Regions from separate parts of the Mus musculus genome. Here region 1 is linked to region 2. Evidence: chromatin contacts called from public promoter capture Hi-C data. All regions are on one chromosome and are shown on one strand. The core of a region is the stretch at or near the end of the contact, and the rest is flanking DNA. Distances in the headings are between cores, read along the strand shown. Region 1 overlaps Efcab2 (EF-hand calcium binding domain 2). Region 2 has its middle 8.6 kb from the start of Gm24919.

Evidence for each region. Promoter capture Hi-C pulls out the DNA fragments that hold promoters and counts their contacts.
Region 1: a promoter capture Hi-C map of the HPC-7 cell line shows a contact between it and region 2, with 4 times the contacts expected there. The contact joins two enhancer-like sites. A contact is called at or near these places in 7 of 39 promoter capture datasets (the C10 cell line, the HPC-7 cell line, HPC-7-derived erythroid cells and 4 more), 1 of 15 datasets of contacts at CTCF or cohesin (pro-B cells), 27 of 484 Hi-C or Micro-C datasets (8-cell embryo, the AML12 cell line, CD4 T cells and 14 more), 4 of 115 datasets of contacts at active chromatin or transcription factors (the HPC-7 cell line, bone marrow-derived macrophages, embryonic stem cells and 1 more) and 3 of 9 other capture datasets (adipose tissue, liver and pancreatic islet).

Annotation. Positions count from the first base shown.
Region 1 is chr1:178,447,078-178,450,074 of GRCm38.p6, forward strand. All of the region lies in intron 2 of Efcab2 (EF-hand calcium binding domain 2), which reads left to right. Among named protein-coding and RNA genes, the nearest start is that of Efcab2, 43 kb to the left of the region's middle. Within about 2 kb of position 1,549, at least 67 of the 459 cell types and tissues checked have an H3K27ac peak or open chromatin away from gene starts, as enhancers often do. A contact at or near this core is called in the HPC-7 cell line, where this site is marked.
Region 2 is chr1:178,380,874-178,383,573 of GRCm38.p6, forward strand. No RefSeq gene overlaps it. Among named protein-coding and RNA genes, the nearest start is that of Gm24919, 8.6 kb to the right of the region's middle. Within about 2 kb of position 1,413, at least 13 of the 459 cell types and tissues checked have an H3K27ac peak or open chromatin away from gene starts, as enhancers often do. A contact at or near this core is called in the HPC-7 cell line, where this site is marked.

The sequences.
Region 1 (2,997 bases), core at 299-2,798, 66 kb after region 2:
CACTAGAGAATGCTTCCTTAGCCCCAAGCTGAGGTTCTTCCTTAGAGAGGAGGCAAGTGCGCCATTTTGTTAAAGTTATGAACAAGATAAGGATATCTACATTAACCATTGTCAATTAATATTAACATAATTGGGCAAGCAGTGACATGGACATAAGTACTGGACATGATATGGTAGGAGGTAGAAAAGATAGGAGAAAGAAAAACTATTTGTAGGAAAGAAAACTAAATATCTAGAGAACCCAGAAGAACTGATAAGAAAACTATTGCAAAGAAAAATGAATTTTAGTAAAGTAGCAAGATTCTTATACAGAAGGCTGGTGACATGGTTCAACAGGGAGAAACACTTGTGTGTAGTAGCCCTGACAACCTGAGAGAAATCTTTGGGTCCCACAGAGTGGCCAGAGAGACCAGACCCCTGGGTTGTCTGTCTTCCAACCTCTTCCTCCTAGCTATGGCAGTATCTCCAGTTTTAGTCTTGCACTAATTTACATTCCCATCAATAGTCTGTTCGTCTCCCTCCCGTCCCCTCCCCTCCCCTCCCCTCCCCTCCCCTCCCCTCCCCTCCCCTCCCCTCCCCTCCCCTCCCCTCCCCTCCCCTCCCTTCCCCTTCCCTCCCCTCCCCTCCCCAGCATTTGTACTTTTCAGTGTTTTGTTAATTGCCATTCTGAGGGGTGAGGTGATATCTCATTGTGGTTTGGCTTTACAGTTCCCTAGTAAGCAGTGACACTGGACATATTTTCATGTTTGTCTGTCGACCATTTGTATATCTCATCTTAGAAAATGTCTGTTCAGATCATTAGCTTTTTTTTTAATCCAGAGACTTTTTAGTTGTTCAAACCCATCATATTTTCTAGATATTAATCCCTTTTCAGATACATCATTTACAAATATTTCCTCTATTCTATATTCGTCTCTTCATCTGTCGTCTCTTTCTTTGGTGCAGAAAGTCTCAGTTTGGCATAATTCCATTTGCCTATCACTGCTTTTGTTGGCTGTGCTTTTGAGATCTTAACTACCACCACCAATAACAGCAACAACAACAATGAAGACGCAAATTATTGCCTGTACTGGACTTGAAGTGTTTCAAAATCTTAGTATCTGCTAGCTCAAAATGTGAGTTTATCTGCAAGTCAGGTGTTTACAGAGATGATTGGATTTAAAACCGGTGCTGAGAGAGAGGCCTAATTGCTCTCTCTGGCTCTCTCACCCTGTGCATGCCAGGCAGGTGGCTTACCACTGGCTTATACCAGGAGAGATGCCAGGGTGTCTGTGTTCAGAGGGATGCCCCGTTAGGACATAGCAAGGGCTCTCTCTGCAAGTTAAGCTGGGAGGCTTTGGGGTGAAACCAGATTTCCAGCCCTCAGAGCCGTGAGAAAAGAAGTTGCTGACAGTGTTTATCTTCCATGCCCTACCCCCACACCGTGTGATACTTTCTCAAGGTAGCTTCAGCAAGCTAATACAGGCACAAAAGCAGCAATGATGATGCGGTTTCTTCAGAGCCCTTATCACTGACTAAAATTAGCTTGTGCTCAGTTATGTTTGTGCTCTGTTCCTCCCAGTAGTAAGCTCCAAGGCGAGAACAGGGGCTCGTCCTTCTCATCCCCACAGCAGTCACAGCACTGAGCAAAAGTAGCTGTGTCATTAACTTACTGATTCTGTCTCTGCAGTGTCCGGGTTTTTACAGAGCCAGCGCTCTTTTTGGGACTGTAACTTCTAGCACAGAGACTAAGAAGAAATAGCTTTGCAGCAAATAAGAGGCAGAAACTCCTTGTTCTTCTCTTTTACAGGCTCTTCAGTTGATTAGGAAGGCCTTTGAGGCCATTTTGGAACAGAAAATCTGCCCTTGTTTTAGATTTATTTTATTATTTGGTTTTAAAATAACTTGGATCTAGGAAAAATGCCCTCATAGGGGAAGAAGGCAGGGTCTTCGTTTTGTTCTCTACTCTTCTGTAAGTACCCGGCATAGCAGTCTTCAGTAAATGTTTGTTAAATGAATGGGAACCCATTTTCCAAAATTCTGCTTTGTTCTAGAAATTTCCAAATTGTGTTTTGCTTACTGATACTTAGTGTAACAGCAGTTATATTATAGAGGGTAAACGGTTTTGCACCTTTTGCCCCTCATAATTGCATCAGATGCCCTCTGTCTGTTCTCACTGGGGATGGGCGGGGTGGGGGGGTGGGGGGTGGTGGTGGTGGTGGTGGTGGTGGTGGTGTGTGCATCAGATGTCCCTGGTCTGTCCTCTCTGTTGTTTGTGACCTTGACTGCCCTTATGGATGACTCAGTCTAGCTCAGTGGCTCTGCTGCCACCCCGTGTCAGCAGTGGGGTACTACACCCACTGAATGTCCATCAGGAACCCATCCCATTCTTCTGTTGGGTTGCTCTTCATGACCTGTTTGTCTAAGTGACATTTCTTTCTGAATGGTATACATGAAGAAATAAATTCTTCTGTTTAAAAGCCTTTAGAGCTGGTTTGTATTTATCAATATAAGGAATCTATGCATTTGAATAAAATACATGAAAGTTTCCATATTTTAAAACATTTATATAAAATAGTTGTTTCATTTGTCAGTTTATTAAAAATCCCATAAACGATTTATAGAGAAGAAAATAATATTTTAAAAAGCTTTAAAAAATTTAAATAAGACTTTTGTTGATTTCTGCTTTATTTGCATAGTAGATTACTAAGTGAGTTGGTTCTAACCACTCTAGTCAATGGAGGAAATTAACTTGTCTACAGGCTCCTGCATCAGCTGTTTGAAATAGCAGTAGCCACAATATCAGTGACTGATGTGCAGAAGCCAGTTTAGAAAAGCGTTCTGAAACCATTGTTAAAAACTAGCTGATATTAAAATCATTTTAACTTGTTTTAAAGAGGTCAGGCAGTAGAGACGGCTCAGCAGTTAAGGGCACTCTTGCAGAGGACCTGGGTTTGGTTCCCAGCACTCGTGTTGGACCACACACCTACTGGACCAACACACATACTGAACCAATAA
Region 2 (2,700 bases), core at 163-2,662:
TCTCCTCAAGTTTATGTATATTCATAGCAGAAATAATGTCTGTAAAGACTCCCTGATTTCTTCATAGACAGTTGGTGACTGATGATTGTTAACTCGATTCTTACCAACATGGCCATGATATTTCTAAAATGGTTTCTAAGACCATTTGTTCTTTATTTTCAATTGTCTTGAGGGCCACAAAGCCAGCTGCACTGGAGACACCTACTTCTGGTTTTGTGTTTAATTTTCCAAATATCCCCCTCCCAGTTAACCTTCCTTTCTCTATACTTCCATGTTTCCCCTCCCCCATCTCTTCCAATCTCTCCTCTTTCTCCTGTCCTCATCCCTAAGGACAAGTTCTTGGTTATCAATATCAGTATCAGTATCTTGGAATCAGACAGAGTTGGATGTGATCTTGGATGCACCTTTCCTCCCCAACTTGCTTCTTGGTCATGATATTTGTGCAGGAATAGAAACCCTGACTAAGACAACCACTGAACTATATACCCCAGCCTTTACTTGTTTTTTTTTTTAAATCTTTTTAAAAATATCTATCTATCTATCTATCTATCTATCTATCTATCTATCTATCTATCTAATGTATATGAGGCTCTATCTGTATGTATACCTGTATGCCAGGAAAGGACATCAGATCCCAGGTGTACTGGCTGGTTTTGTGTGTCAACTTGACACAGGTTGGGGTTATCACAGAGAAAGGAGCTTCAGTTGAGGAAATGCCTCCACAAGATCTAGCTGTAAGGCATTTTCTCAATTAGTGATCAAGGGGGAAAGGCCCCTTGTGGGTGGAACCATCTCTGGGCTGGTAGTCTTGGTTCTATAAGAGAGCAGGCTGAGCAAGCCAGGGGAAGAAAGCCAGTAAAGAACATCCCTCCATGGCTTCTGCATCAGCTCCTGCTTTCTGACCTGCTTGAGTTCCAGTTCTGACTTCCTTGGTGATGAACAGCAGTATGGAAGTGTAAGCTGAATAAACCCTTTCCTCCCCAACTTGCTTCTTGGTCATGATGTTTGTGCAGGAATAGAAACCCTGACTAAGACACCAGGATATATGGCTGTGAGCCACCATGTAGTTGCTGGGAATTGTACTTAAGACTTCTGGAAGAGCAGACAGCACTCTTAACTGCTAAGACATCTTTTCCTGTCCCCATGCTCTTTATTTTGAAATACTACGTCACTAAATCACCCAGACAGAACTCACTCTGTAGACCAGGCCAGTTTTGAATTTACATCTTCCTGTCTCAGTCTCTGAGTAGAAGAGATTGCAGGCCTGTACACACAGCAATGAGGTAATAGTTGACTTGGGTCCCTCTCAAATATATGAATAGAATATTGGCAGCTTGAATAACAATGTCTTTAGAGTCAAGATCAAAATCCTAACTTCAGACTCTCTGGGCTGTTTGTTGCTTAACAGTGGGCATGTCCTGACAGCAAAGCCCAGCTGACAGAAATGAGCTTCATGTGCAGTAACATGTGCACTGTGTATCTGCCAACAATCTCAAAGCTGCAAACCTCAAAAATAACCCTGGAACATAAGTTGCTGTCATTATCCTCATTTTAAAGATAAGGAAGGAGAAGTTAAATTAATTGCCTAAGGTTCCATAGTAAATAAGTGGCAAACCAGAACCCAGGAGTCTGGCTACAGGTTTTAACCACAGATAGAAAGCTCTTAAGTGACTGTTTACAATGAAGCTTATCTTTCTGAATTTCTATGCCTGTCGCTAATGGCCAAATGGCGGACACAGCAGAGGAGGGTGGAGTTGAGGGGACAGTCTGAGAAAAGCAATGCAGTCTAAAACCATTCAGGACTCCTCTTCACTGCAGTTTCAGGAGAAGCATTGAGGCAGGGCAGAGTCACTGGGCAGGAAGCTGGGAAGTTGTCTCTATACCAGTTTAGAAAATGTATGAGGGATTGGTGGGATGGCTCAGTGGGTAAAGGTGCTCGATGCCAGAGTTCCATCCCTGGGTCCCATATGGTGAAAGGTGAGAACCAGTCCTCTGCATAGGAGCTCTGCAAAGTCACATGTGGCAAGAGTTTATAGCCACCAGCCCTCACTCTCTAAAATAAATGCATTAAAAAATAAAATCAAAGAATAGAATGTGGGGGGCTGGCTGGTTGACTCATTTTGTTTTCTTTGTTTTGATTTTGGTGCTGGCAATCACTACATTGATCAGAGTCACAGGCATCCACCTCCTGAGTGCTGAGATTAAAGGCATGAAACCACTATGCCTGGACCTCACTCTTCCAAAGTAAAGAAATGTGTTTGAGATATGATGCCTTTATAAATTTGCTATTACAGCATAAACCTCAATGGGCAAAAAATTTAAATCTTAAAAACAAGCATTATGAAGATAGAAACAGTATATACATCTAACTAATACTATTGGAGGCGAGAATTCTCAAGAGATGGCTCAGTAATTAAGATTAAGCATTTAGCTCTTGAAGAGGACCTGACTTCAGTTCCTAGCACCCACATCGGATGGCTCACAATCCCCAGAAACTAGTTTCAGTAGATCTGACCTCTGAAGGTACCCAAACACACACACATAATTAAAAATAAATAAAATTAATCTTAAAAAAATTGCCCAGGTAAGAGAATATAAAATAATTAGTTGACTATAAGATTATAAAATGAAGAGAAAGATGATCTGATCTTCTTTATTTCTTTTTATTTCACTTTTAAATTTATTTTGGAGACAGGTTCT